Linked DNA regions of Sus scrofa: regions 2 and 3 are each linked to region 1. A link is a contact called in public HiChIP or PLAC-seq data. All regions are on one chromosome and are shown on one strand. The core of a region is the stretch at or near the end of the contact, and the rest is flanking DNA. Distances in the headings are between cores, read along the strand shown.

Region 1 (4,013 bases), core at 922-3,421:
AGCAACGCCAGATCTGAGCCGCGTCTGCGACCCACACCACAGCTCACAGCAACGCCGGATCCTTAACCCAGGATCCTCAACCCACTGAGCAAGGCCAGGGATCGAACCCGCAACCTCATGGTTCCTAGTCAGATGGGACAGGAACTCCATGCACCTGCTTCTTTGAGAGCTCTTTCGGGCCTACTCAGACTGTATTTGGAGCCTCCCTGTGTGTTGGTGGAGGTGACCTCCTCCATCTATGAGTCCAGCTTTACTGAACCCTCCTGTTGCTCAGAGCCTGGAGGATGGAATGAAGTCAGCCAGAGGTGGGGGCATCAAGCTCCATGTACATTTCCAGATGCTCTGCCCCTGAGTGGGAAAGGAGGTCAGGAAAGGCGAGAGTGGATTCCAGGGTGGGGGCTCCTCTGGTGGATCCAGAGACGGATGAGAAACTCTGATGCCAAGTCACAAAGCCCTAGGACCTCACGCCTGTCTGGCCCTCCTGCATTTCTAGCAACTTCAGTGGCTGAAGGACCCTGGGCCTGGACTGATACAGGGAAGGTCATTGTGCCTGGAGACTATTTGGATGAATTTTGTACCTTTGTCATGGGATTCATTTGGGAGCTGCCCTGCACAGATAGGAGTGGCATAAAATACCCCAAGGGTCAGGGTGTGAGCTCTGACACAAAAGGACTGATAGAAAAGTGGCAACTATTTGTGGTAGGGTTTGGGCTGAAGTCAGGAGTCTGTGAGCTAGGCTGGCTCTGCAGGACACCTGGCCTGCTTATCTCTGGGCCTTGGTTTTCTCATCTGTGAAATAGGGAGCTAATTCCACAGCATTATCATAGATGTGATTTCATTAAGCCTCATGACATCACCTTCCCTGACAGTGACAGGCACTGTCACTGTCATTTAATAACTGAGGTCTCTGAGTTCCCTTCATGGCACAGTGGTTAACGAATCCGACTAGGAACCATGAGGTTTCGGGTTCGATCCCTGGCCTCGATCAGTAGAAATCAGTGGATTAAGGAGCCAGCGTTGCTGTGAGCTGTGGTGTAGGTCGCAGATGCACCTCGGATCCCGAGTTGCTGTGGCTCTGGCGTAGGTTGGTGGCTACAGCTCTCATTCGACCCCTAGCCTGGGAACCTCCATATGCCTTGGGTGAGGCCCTAGAAAGACAAAAAGAAAAAAAATAAAAATTAAAATTAAAAAAATTAAAAAGTAATAACTGAGGTTTCTGGGAAAGCAGAGCCAGGGTCAGCAGCTGGGGGCCCAGCCCCAGCAGAGCAGGGACTGGACTGAGAACTGTGGGTGGAGGAGGGGGTCAGGGCCCGGGTCAGGGCTAGAATTACTCTGAGGTTCTGGTTGGAGGGGAAAATTCCCAAGAAGGCGAGAGATTAGGGTGTCAGTAGAGAACTTTGGGGAAAAGGGGAGAGACTCGAAGGAGCACTTAGGACTGGTCCAGCATCAGATGCTTAATAAACCTGTCTGGTCTCAATAAACTCTTAAAACTCTTAAAAAACTCTTAAATAAAAAACTCTTAAATAAACTCTTAAAAAAGAGAGGGTCTCCCCGTTTTGCAAATTGGAACACTGGCTCTGAGAGTTAGAAATCACACAGCTAAAAAAACAAAAGCGTTCTGTGCTGAAACCCAGTAAATCTGACTCCAAAGCCCTGGGCTCTCCTCTAGCTGTGTCCCTGGGAAGGCCCGGCGATGGGGATGAGGAGGGAGGGGGCTGGCCCGCCTCTGTGTTTGGTTGGGAGCGGTCAGCACGTGGCAGCTGAGCCAGCACGGGCTCTCTGACTGGCCACAAAGGGTTAAGGAGCCTCAGCCCCCTCCTCCCGCCTCCTCCCGCCTCCACCCCCGGCTCTTCCTGTCCTGAAGTTACAACACCCCCTCTGCGCTCTCCCTTCCCCTCCCACCTCCTCTCTCCTCCTCTCGGCTTGACTTTTCTGAGTTCTCCGAACTCTGGCTCCAAAACTGGCCTTCCGGGTTTGAGGTTCCCCGGGACCAGGCCGTGATTCTCTGCCCCAGGCTCAACCCTCAGCTCCCTCGCCCAACCCTCCGGCTCCACTTGGGACCTCCGGACCCTGCTCCTCCTGGGACGGTATCGACTGTCGCCTCGGTCCGCCGTCACTGTCGCCACTGCCTGAGCCCTGATGGGGGAGTGAGAGGACACAGCTGGCCGGACATGGGCCTCCCCACCGTCCCTGGCCTGCTGCTGCCACTGGTGAGACTGGGACGGAGGGCCGAGGGGGCTGGCGGGTGAGGAGGCCGCCTGCGGCAGGAGAGAGCCAGGCCCCAGCCTCAGGCCTGCGCGGCCTGATCTCAAACACTGCCCCATTCATCCGCCGCGCCTGTCGGGGACCAGGGGAGACGTTTGAAAGGCAGGGAGGGAAAGGGAGCCCGGGCGGGCAGGGACAGCCAAAGACGACTGTAGGGGCTGGGGGTGCCCGGGGTGTGGGGGAGGGTGACCCTCCTGGTCGCGGGTGGGGCACTTTGTTAGGAAATGGGAAGGAGTGGGAGAAAGAGTCCTTTCCGAGTCCCAGTGGCTCAGGATCCTGTCCTTTGGGCCAGTGTGATGGGCCGGAGAGGTGAGGCCACCGAGGGGTGCCAGGACACTGCTGGACGGCAGGGGCCGGATCTAGTGAGGTGGGGAAACTGAGTCCGGGAGAGGCCAGGGCTGAGGGCTGGCTTGGGAGGCTGTGTGTTGGGAGCGTTTGGGAGGGAAGGGGGTACGGGGATCGGGGCCACGACCCAGTGGCCTCCCCAGGCCCAGGCCTCCCACCTGGGGGGCCTTCTTCACCTGGGGCTGTCGGCTGGGTCTGTCGGATTGACCCTCGTCTGTGGCCTCGGAGCCCTTGGGCCTGCCCCCGGCCCCCTCCCACAGACCCAAACAGCCCTTTGCTGGCTTTCTTCTTCTATGGCTCAGTTTGGGGAAGTTGGTAGACAGTTGTTTTCGTCACTGAAAAATGTCCCTTTTCTGTTGCCTGAGGCTTGTTTCAGTGTATTCCTGATCCCTCCACCCCCTGGAGTCACCCTGGGCCGAGACCCCAGCCCCTGGCCCCCACCTGGTTGGGTGGGTTAGGCTGGCCTCAAGCTTCAGGCTCCCTGCCCTTCCGGGGGGCTCCAGGGCCACGCCCCACCGCGATCCCCCCTCCTCTCCCTGACCTCTCTCCCCAAACCCCTGCCCCTCCCCAAGGGTCTTACACTGTCTTCCCATCATTCCCTCCCCTTCTGTCAAGTCTTCCGGAAGACTTCTCCGAGTGAGTCTCCTTTTGGAATCTTTTCTCTCCCGCTCTCCCTCTCCCTCTTCTAGTCCATGTTTCTAGATCCTAATTCCCCCGCGGCACCTCCCTCCCTCGTCTTCTCCCTCTTGAATCTCCCACATTCTGTCTCCCCAGGCCCATCTTTCCCTTCCCTCAAGGCTCCTCTCTGCCCTCATCCAGCGGCCCTGCCTTCTCCTCTTCACCCTTGGGGATAAATCACCTGATCGAGTCCTGGCTCCCTCAGGTACCAGCTGCCTGGACTTGAGCAGCTTACGTAACCCTGCCTCGTTTCTTTATCTCAAGATGGGCCTAAGAGTCATTCCCTAATAATGTTGTTTTAAAGATGCTAGATGGATAGGTTTTAAGTATTCCATTTATTCATGCCTGCGCTGGGCTAGACTCTGTTTTAGATGCCGGGATTACAGCAGGGAACAAAATCTCTGTCTTTGTGCAGCCTACATTCCAGTGGAGGAACCAGGGTATAGCAAACAGAAAGCAGTCGGTAATGGCGGTAATTACTCAGTGGCTACTGCATTTGGAAAACAGAGGTACAGGGAGCCCGAGCAGATAAAGGAATGTGCCTGGGACTGGGGCCAATCCAGCCCAGGTCAGGTGTGACGCTAGGGGACCAAGGTCAGCCTGGAGCTGGAGGGGAAGCAGGCGGTGTGGAAGTCCTGATAAGAGTGTCCACGGGCTTTCCAGCTGCCCGCCATTCAATGGGCAGCACAGGGAAGGCTGTGTGTGTGTGTCTGTATGTGTCTATG
Region 2 (4,186 bases), core at 1,067-3,566, 150 kb before region 1:
AGTCAAAGTAGTGGAGACAGGATTCAAATCCAGGAGGCAGTCTGGCTCCACAGGCTTAATCTCTACTCTCTGTAACTCTCCAAAGCAATCTACCTGACACAAGACACTTCCAATAAGTACAATAACATTATGGATGAGGCCTTGTTGATGATGCATGAACTGCTGAGTCATCTATAGGTTTCAATAGGTAACTGCACTGTACATATATCACACAGTGCTGCAACCGTGCACATATTCTTTTTTCCACTATTGTATGCTCTTGGAAATGTGATCTAGACTCTAAAAGTATTACCTGGGCACATCCCAGACATTCTGAAAAAGCTATCTTCTCCTACAACTCTTAAAACTGCCAGGACTTTATTTTGACATATGGTTAAGAAGCAAAAATCTAAAACAAAAACTTCCCCAAAGAGTAACCATATACACCCAGACTGTTGATTGAATTATCTAGAGAAGGTGGTTAATGAAAATACTCTTCGTGTAACAAAATACTAGGGAAAAAAAAACAATAAGAGGAAAGACATGTTCCTTGCCCTCATGGAGCTTAGCGGTGTAGTGGAACAGACAGATGATATAACTACATGTGGGTGGCTGTTTTGAAGTGCTAGGCACAAGGGCAGCTGTGGCGTCTTACCTTTAAGGTGTGATGGAAGATGTCTGATGGACAGTACCTCCTGCACCACATACTGATTCACCCCTCCACTTTTCAACAACTCTTCTGGGGATAAGGGCAGATGGAACTCATACAGCTGGGGGGACATATTTCTCCCAATGGCTCACAGTGCTGGAAGCCAAACAGCAAATCAGTCTATATCTAAAGGTTGTCTTTTCATTCGGTTCTATTACTTCTCTCCTCAAACATATGCTTTTTAGTCTTACATCAAGCTAATAACATTATCTTAGGGAGTGTGAGATTAACCCGGACTAGAATGTAATTCTAGTTGTGACTCTGACACTTGGTCATGTCACTTAACCCTGGGCCTCATCTGTCAAACAGGATTACTAATCTATGATTACTTTATAAAGTTGCTCTGGGAATCAAATGGGTCAAGAAGTATGAAAGTATTTTAAAAACTGTAAAATGGCATATCAATGTTCTTTCTGTTTCTATGGGCAAAACTTAGGTATAGAGAGAATGCCTCATCAGAGGCTAGAACAGTGGCCCAGTAGGGCTTAATGTGTTTCCTGTTTGCAGAAAGAGAACATTTGCAGTATTTGTTTACTCTGTGCCAGGTTCTGTTAGGCTATTTGAACGTCATACCTTATCTAACCCTCCAAATGCCAACCTCATGGAGTGCATAATACTACTGTTCCACTTACAGATCAGGAAATTGAGGCTCTGAAAGATTAAGCAATTTGCTCAAATTCCACTGCGGATCTGTGAGACTGTGTTACCACGCCGTACCACAGGGACGCACCAATACACCTCCCAGCCTGATGCCGCATCATACCGCCCGGTTCCCGATTTTCCCGGCCTCTCCTTCCCCGCTCGCCCTGAACACCACACCTTTTAAGAGAACTTCACCTGCAGTTCCTCTGGGTCCGGTTGTGGGGCTGAAGTGAAGGAAAAACCATGAAGGGCACAACACGCACCAATCAGCTAGGCAGCACTCCCACGGGCAGAGAAACCGGCCAATACCTGCCAGGCGGAGGCAAAAACCCGCCTCGGAGCCGGGGACCGCGCCGGCAAAGCCGCGAACCTGGAATTCAAATCTCAACGGCCGGAAGTGGGCCAATCAGGACACTAGCTGTAGGGACCAACCAATCATAACGCAGGAGCCGCTGAAACGGAGGAGGGCGGGACCTAGATTCTGGCTCCCGCCCCCTCACCTCGCCGCCACCTCAGTCCCTACAAGGTCCTCCTTTTACTCCGTCGGTGGAGAGGAGGCCTTCGTGGTGCCTGCAGGAGATGCCGCGTTTCTAGCTGGGCGGTGGCCGTGCCCCTGGGACACTGACACACTCAGTCACCCCCCAGTACTGGAGGCAAGTTCAGGCCGGCAGTTAGAAGACCTAGGCTCTAGTCCGGGTTCCGCCATCTCCTCTGCCAGGTGACGTCAGCAGGTCGTTTCACTCCCTCAGCCTCGGATTTCCTCCCCTGTCGAATAAGGGGAATAAAAACAGCTACAGCGCAAAACTGCTGTGGGGCACAGAGAAAGGAAGCTCTGGGTTCCTCCCGGTTCTGGACCTTCATCTCCCTCAGTTGAGGGAAGCCCAAAGAAACAGGAAAGGGTGAATTTTCTTGAAATTCAGTTTTGGGGCGACCTAGACAACGACACGGGCCCCTCAGCTCTTCTGGCAATCCAGAACTTCCGGTGGGCAGACCGGAAACGCCTCTGCGGGGCAGGGCTACAAGGCCCCTCTGCCCCGGAACCTGGAGGGCGGGGCTCGCCGCTGGGGAAGGCGGGGCCAAGCGGGGCCCGGCAAGTCTGGCGCCCTGAGCTACCTGGGTAAAGCCCAAGATGGCTGCGTCCATGTAATACCAATGTGAACCCAGTGGGGACGGTTCTTATCTCCTCGAAGGCCACATCTGGCCCTCCCTCCTGTGCTCCTGCAGAGGGCTGTTGTAGCAGAGAGACGAGGGCAATGGCAGGGAGCCTTTCTTGGGTGACAGGCAGGGGCCTGTGGGGCCGGTTGCCCTTGACCTGTAGAAGCTTCTCTCTGGGTAAGTGCTTCATGCAGTAAGACGCCTCGAGAACTGTTTCTCAGTAAGCGGCTCAGATTCATTCCTTTTCTTCCCCTTCCTTAGGTATTCCTAGATTGTTCCATGTAAGGGTCACTCTCCCGCCTCGCAAAGTGGTTGATCGTTGGAACGAGAAGAGGGCCATGTTCGGGGTGTATGACAATATCGGGATCCTGGGTAAGACTTGACTCCTTGGTGCAGAATTCCAGAACAGAAGTTATGTCGTAACGACTATAATTTTTCACCTGTGTAGAAATGATACCATGTTCAATAGTAAGAACAAACATTTATGTGGCTATTTACGTTGTGTTGGGCACTGTTATGTGTGTCCTGCATGCATTAACACATTTAATCTTTATAATCTTTTCACTTTAAAGGTGAGGAAACTGAGGCACAGAGATAACCTAGTTTTCCCAAAGCTAGTCAATGGCAGTGCCAGAATTTGACCCCAAGCAGCGAGGCTACAGAGTCTGTGGTCTTGATCCTGTAGCATAATGTGTCTTTTTTTTTTTTTTCCCTGCGATTTTTTGGGCCGCTCCTGCGGCATATGGAGGTTCCCAGGCTAGGGGTCTAATCGGAGCTGTAGCCAGAGCTGTAGCCGCCGGCCTACGCCAGGGCTACAGCAACGCAGGATCCAAGCCGTGTCTGCAACCTACACCACAGCTCACAGCAACGCCGGATCCTTAACCCACTGAGCAAGGCCAGGGATCTAAGGCGCAACCTCTTGGTTCCTAGTCGGATTCGTTAACCACTGAGCCACAACGGGAACTCCTAATGTGTCTTGTCTATAGGTGCTGCTCAGGTAGATGCAACTCTGTTGAAGGCTTAGCTAGTGGAGACTAGGTTCTTTCTCCTCTTGGAACTAACATGTTATCTCACATTACATAGGAAACTTTGAAAAACACCCCAAAGAACTGATCAAGGGCCCCATATGGCTTCGAGGCTGGAAGGGGAATGAATTACAGCGTTGTATCCGAAAGAAGAGAATGGTTGGAAATCGGATGTTCATTGATGACCTGCACAATCTTAACAAACGCATCAGCTATCTCTACAAACACTTTAACCGACATGGAAAGTACCGGTAGAAGAGAAAGCTAGGAACTGTGGAGGAGGCATATCTACCACCCAGGAGAAGGAGGAAGTACTTTTCCTTATGAGGAAAGAGATTTGTATGCCCGCAGTAATAAAATGGGACTTCTTTGGAATGTGTTATCCATATGCGTTATTTTCCTTTAGATGCTGCTTTTACTCATTCAGGAGACTAGAAAGTGTGATTCATTCCTAAGTCTTGTCTTAGGTTTGGACTTTACCACTTGTCTTTTGTGGTCTAGCCATACCTATGGTGTTTAAAACGTAAAAAATGATGGAGTTCCCTAGGGGCCTAGTGGTTAAAAATTTAGTGTTGTCACCGCCATGTCTTGGGTCACTGCTGTGGCTTCGGTTCAATCCCTGGCCAGGGAACTTCCACATGCCTTGGAAGTGGTCTAAATAAACAAACAAATAAAA
Region 3 (3,632 bases), core at 511-3,010, 190 kb before region 1:
AGCTCAAAGGGCAAGAGCAAAGGTCAGAAGTTAACTGGCCAGGGAAACCCCCCCCCTTCCCCAAGTCCCTCCTACAAAAGGGAAAGCCGTTTCTCAAACCCAGAATCCCGGGCTTCTGATTTGTTAGGAACCTGTCTTTGTTAGCTCTTTTCCCAAAATCAGGAGTGGGAGCAATAGACGTGTGGGGAGCGGGGGGGAAGGAGAGGGAGAAGCCCAGGCCCCCAGCTGCAGAAAGGTCAGGCAGCTATATTTAACCCCAGCTTAGGGTGGAGTGGGGATCTGGTTTCTGGAAGAGGGGATGGGGAGAAGGGCAGGATTCCCGAGGCTCACGGACATCTAATCCTCCTGGTGACCTTTACAGCTTGGCCTTTAGGGTGGGGTCAACCCTAGGCATGGATGGAAGGAAGCAGCTTCAAGGAGCACTGATGCAGAGACAGGGGCTGCGGCTCCGCCGGCTCCGGGAGCCATTTTGTGGAAAATTTCTAAGTACCCATGACTCAGCTCCCCCGGCATGGCACCAAGCCAACGCTACCACACCTCTCCGGAGAAAGAGAAGGGAAACAACCCGGAAACAACCCAAGACCACCCCCATAAAGCCCCGTTTTTGATTCATCAGAGAACCATCCAGAAAAAGCATCCCCTCATCCCCGGGGGGGGGAATCTGGCTGGGGCTTGAAGGGATGCTCTAGGGTTAGTTTGCTAAGAGCTGAGGTCCAGCTGACTAAGAAGGGGAAAGCGTGGCCGGACCTGGGTTACCGGATAAAGGAGACTCCACCCCACGAGGCAGGGGTAGAAGGCTTAGTCATGGGCAAGTAAGGAGAAAGATTGAAGGACTCAGGAAGATTTCCTAACGGCGGTTCATTCATTTCCTTCCTAGTTGCAACATGGCGGCTAGGTTACCGCAGATGCCCCCTCCCAGCTGGTTCTGCACAGCAGCTGTGCCTCCTGCATCCCGGGGCTGCCCGGCTGGGGGCACTGGTTGCGGCTGGGGGGATGGGCTCCTCCCCTTCACGTGACCCCGCAGGGCGCGAAAGGAAAGAAAGAGCCCCAGCTGGGGGATTAGGGGATGGGGCCAAAGCAAGAATTGGAGACTCCAGGGCTGTGTATCTGCGGCAGGTGAAGAGGAAGGCTCCGCAGAGGCGGAGTTACAGAACGCGCAACAGCCAGGGATGGGGGACACGAGGCCTTGCGAGGGCCTCCTCCAGGTCCGAGCGCTGACCTTGAGTTCTCCTTGGGGGTGGGGTACGACCACCCCATCCAAGTCCCCCACATGCTTGCACAGACCCGGTAGGGCGAGACCTGCGGACGCAATTTGGTGGGGGCTGCAGTACTTACTGCCCCACCCTGCCCCACCCCCTAACTCACCCGTTCACTCCGACCTTCACCATCGTGTCTCAGGGACGCGGCTGCCGGCAGAGGAAAGAGAACATTAGATCGCGGGGCAAAGCGGCTGGAGCCCGACGGTGCCCTCCCCGCCCCTCCCCCAGGCCTCCATCCTCGCTCTGCTCTTCTGCACGTCCTTCCTCCCCCTCAACCCGCAATGCAGGGGCCCGGCCCGGCGCAGCCACAACTCCGGCTCCAGCCGGGGCCCCGCACCCACACTCCCAGACCGCGCACGGCCCCCGGTCCCTTTCGGACCAGTCCTCGAACCCTTGTGGCTCCACTCCGCCAGGCTTTACCTGGCAATGCACGGAACACACGGCTGTCTGTCGAACGGGGAGGAGCAGAGAGCGCAGGGGAAGGCTGCAGCCGGAATTTATAGGGCAGGGGGCGGGGCGGGGGCGGGGTGACGTGGGCTCGCCTCGCCCAGTCCTAGCTCCAGCAGCGGAGGCCTGAGCTACGTGCGCCCGTAAAGTCGCGAGTAGCCGACCCCCACTTCTTCTTTTTTTTTCCTTTGGACCCGCCTGGTTCTGCCAATGTGCACGCGCCACACAAGTGGGCTGAGGACGGAGAGGGGGAGGGGACCGGTGATGCTGCCTGGCCCGGTTGGGGTTGTACTGCAGGGGGCAGTGGACTAGGAGGAGGGGGCCCTGGCGAAAACTGAGGACACCCAAGGAGCCAGGGACGTTAAAGTTGCTGCAGGGATGTAACGGGAGGATATGGGGAGCCAGTGGGATGGGAAATTGGAGCGGAACCCGGGGTTGGGGGCGCGGCTCGCAGCTCGCGGCTGCAGTCTCCCCTACCCCCCCCCCTTCAAAAGCTGAGAAGCGGGAAGATTGAGGAACTTCTCGAGGCTCTTCGGTAGTGACCCAGGAACTACAGAGGAAAAGGCCCGGGAGGGGCCTCCAGCAAGGCCCTCTCCAGCCCCCTTCCCCTTTCCCCCCTCCCCTTCTCTTGGCTCCTGGCCTCCCCGGGCTGGGGACCGCGGCTGGCCCTGGCCAGTGGGAGGCCTGGAGAGGAAGGAGGCTCGGAAGGAGGCCTGAGAGGGAAGTTTCTGCACTGAAGGTCACGATGCCCTGCAGGACAGGCAGCCTGGACATCTGAGAATCGAGCAGACAAACCAGGACCTGTGTGCACCAGCTGCTCTCCCCCAGGCCCTGGCTGGCTGGGGCCTCAGCGAGGGGACAGGATCGCTTTGGGGGGCTGGCCAGGTAGAGGCTCAGAGGTCTCCCACAAAGTTGCTCCTGGGAAATTTGAGGGCTGAGCGGCCCGGGCTGGGAGACAATGTCCCTTTCACCCCATCCAGCCCTGGGCAGAGCAGGACGTGAGAGCGGAAGTCCCTCCCCATCCTGGGACGTGCAGGCCAGCCCTGCAGTCAGGGCCTCCCTTTCACTGGCTGCGCCCAGGGGATGTTGGGGGCAGGGTGAGGTGTCCATAAGAGGGAAAAGATTGGGAGGTCTTGGACACAGGGTGGGGACAAGGGCCCCTAGCCCCTTCCCAGACGTGATGTGGAGGAGGAAATCCATTCTTCTCCAAGACCAGTCCCTCAGAAGCTGGGGCTGGGCCAGGTTTGTGAGCAGAGGATGAAAGATGGGTTGGTTCTGAGGACTTGAAGTGTTGAAGGTTCAGGGAAGGTGGGGGGAGGGTGGAATGGACGTTGCCCATTAGCAGGTGCTGGTGGAAGGAATTGGGGCCTCTTTGCTGGCCCAGCGTAACCTGAGACCAGCCCCCTTTTCCAGCTGAAAAGCCTGTGGCTAAGTTTAGCCCGCAGGATGATAACCTTTGCTTAAAAGGCAGAGAGCACGCTGCCCCGCACCCCGACTCAAGCCTGTCCTGTCCCTTCCCTTTCTGGGACTGCCCTCCTTCCTTGGGGCCCCAGATCCAAGGCTGGCTGTTGCTGGCAGCCATGTGCACAGTCGGTGCCCAGGCTTTTCAAGAGCGGCAAGAGCAGGGACTGAGGGCACTTAACGGTGAGGGAGGCGGGATGCTGGGCACTGAGGAATCTGCTGGGGAAGTGGAGCACCAGGATCATATACTCTCCCTGGCAAGGGCCTTAGGAGCCCCTCCACCCTCCTCTGCTCCCCGAAGCATGTTCCCCTTTGCTGCATGCTTGTCATTGTTCATTACTGTCCTTTGCTGAAAAAAGAGGGAGCTCAGTGCCCAGGGAGCATGACTGACGCAGTCTGCTGTTGTCATGACAGCAAAGACACCAGTGTTGTCATGACAGCAGCCTCACTGCCTCCGCTTCAGGT

Evidence for each region. HiChIP or PLAC-seq counts read pairs in DNA pulled down with a chosen protein or histone mark.
Region 2: a contact with region 1 is called in an H3K27ac HiChIP or PLAC-seq map of alveolar macrophages. The contact joins the promoter of MRPL51 here to the promoter of TNFRSF1A in region 1. A contact is called at or near these places in 2 of 5 promoter capture datasets (both in liver) and 1 of 2 datasets of contacts at active chromatin or transcription factors (alveolar macrophages).
Region 3: a contact with region 1 is called in an H3K27ac HiChIP or PLAC-seq map of alveolar macrophages. The contact joins the promoter of GAPDH here to the promoter of TNFRSF1A in region 1. A contact is called at or near these places in 1 of 5 promoter capture datasets (fetal liver), 4 of 47 Hi-C or Micro-C datasets (brain, embryonic fibroblasts, heart right ventricle and 1 more) and 2 of 2 datasets of contacts at active chromatin or transcription factors (alveolar macrophages and skeletal muscle).

The regions. Positions count from the first base shown.
Region 1 is chr5:64,317,178-64,321,190 of Sscrofa11.1, forward strand. TNFRSF1A (TNF receptor superfamily member 1A) reads left to right here and starts at 2,172. Exons shown (of 10, transcript NM_213969.1): 1 at 2,172-2,210. The coding sequence starts at 2,172.
Region 2 is chr5:64,165,102-64,169,287 of Sscrofa11.1, forward strand. MRPL51 (39S ribosomal protein L51, mitochondrial) reads left to right here and starts at 2,317. Exons shown (of 3, transcript XM_021092433.1): 1 at 2,317-2,662; 2 at 2,747-2,857; 3 at 3,569-3,885. The coding sequence starts at 2,584. The coding sequence ends at 3,765. It overlaps NCAPD2 (condensin complex subunit 1), which reads right to left and starts at 2,309. Exons shown (of 32, transcript XM_021092430.1): 1 at 1,526-2,309; 2 at 635-784. The coding sequence starts at 761.
Region 3 is chr5:64,132,260-64,135,891 of Sscrofa11.1, forward strand. It overlaps GAPDH (glyceraldehyde-3-phosphate dehydrogenase), which reads right to left and starts at 1,761. Exons shown (of 12, transcript NM_001206359.1): 1 at 1,680-1,761; 2 at 1,366-1,406. The coding sequence starts at 1,388. LOC110260753 (a long non-coding RNA gene) reads left to right here and starts at 2,622. Exons shown (of 3, transcript XR_002344125.1): 1 at 2,622-2,948.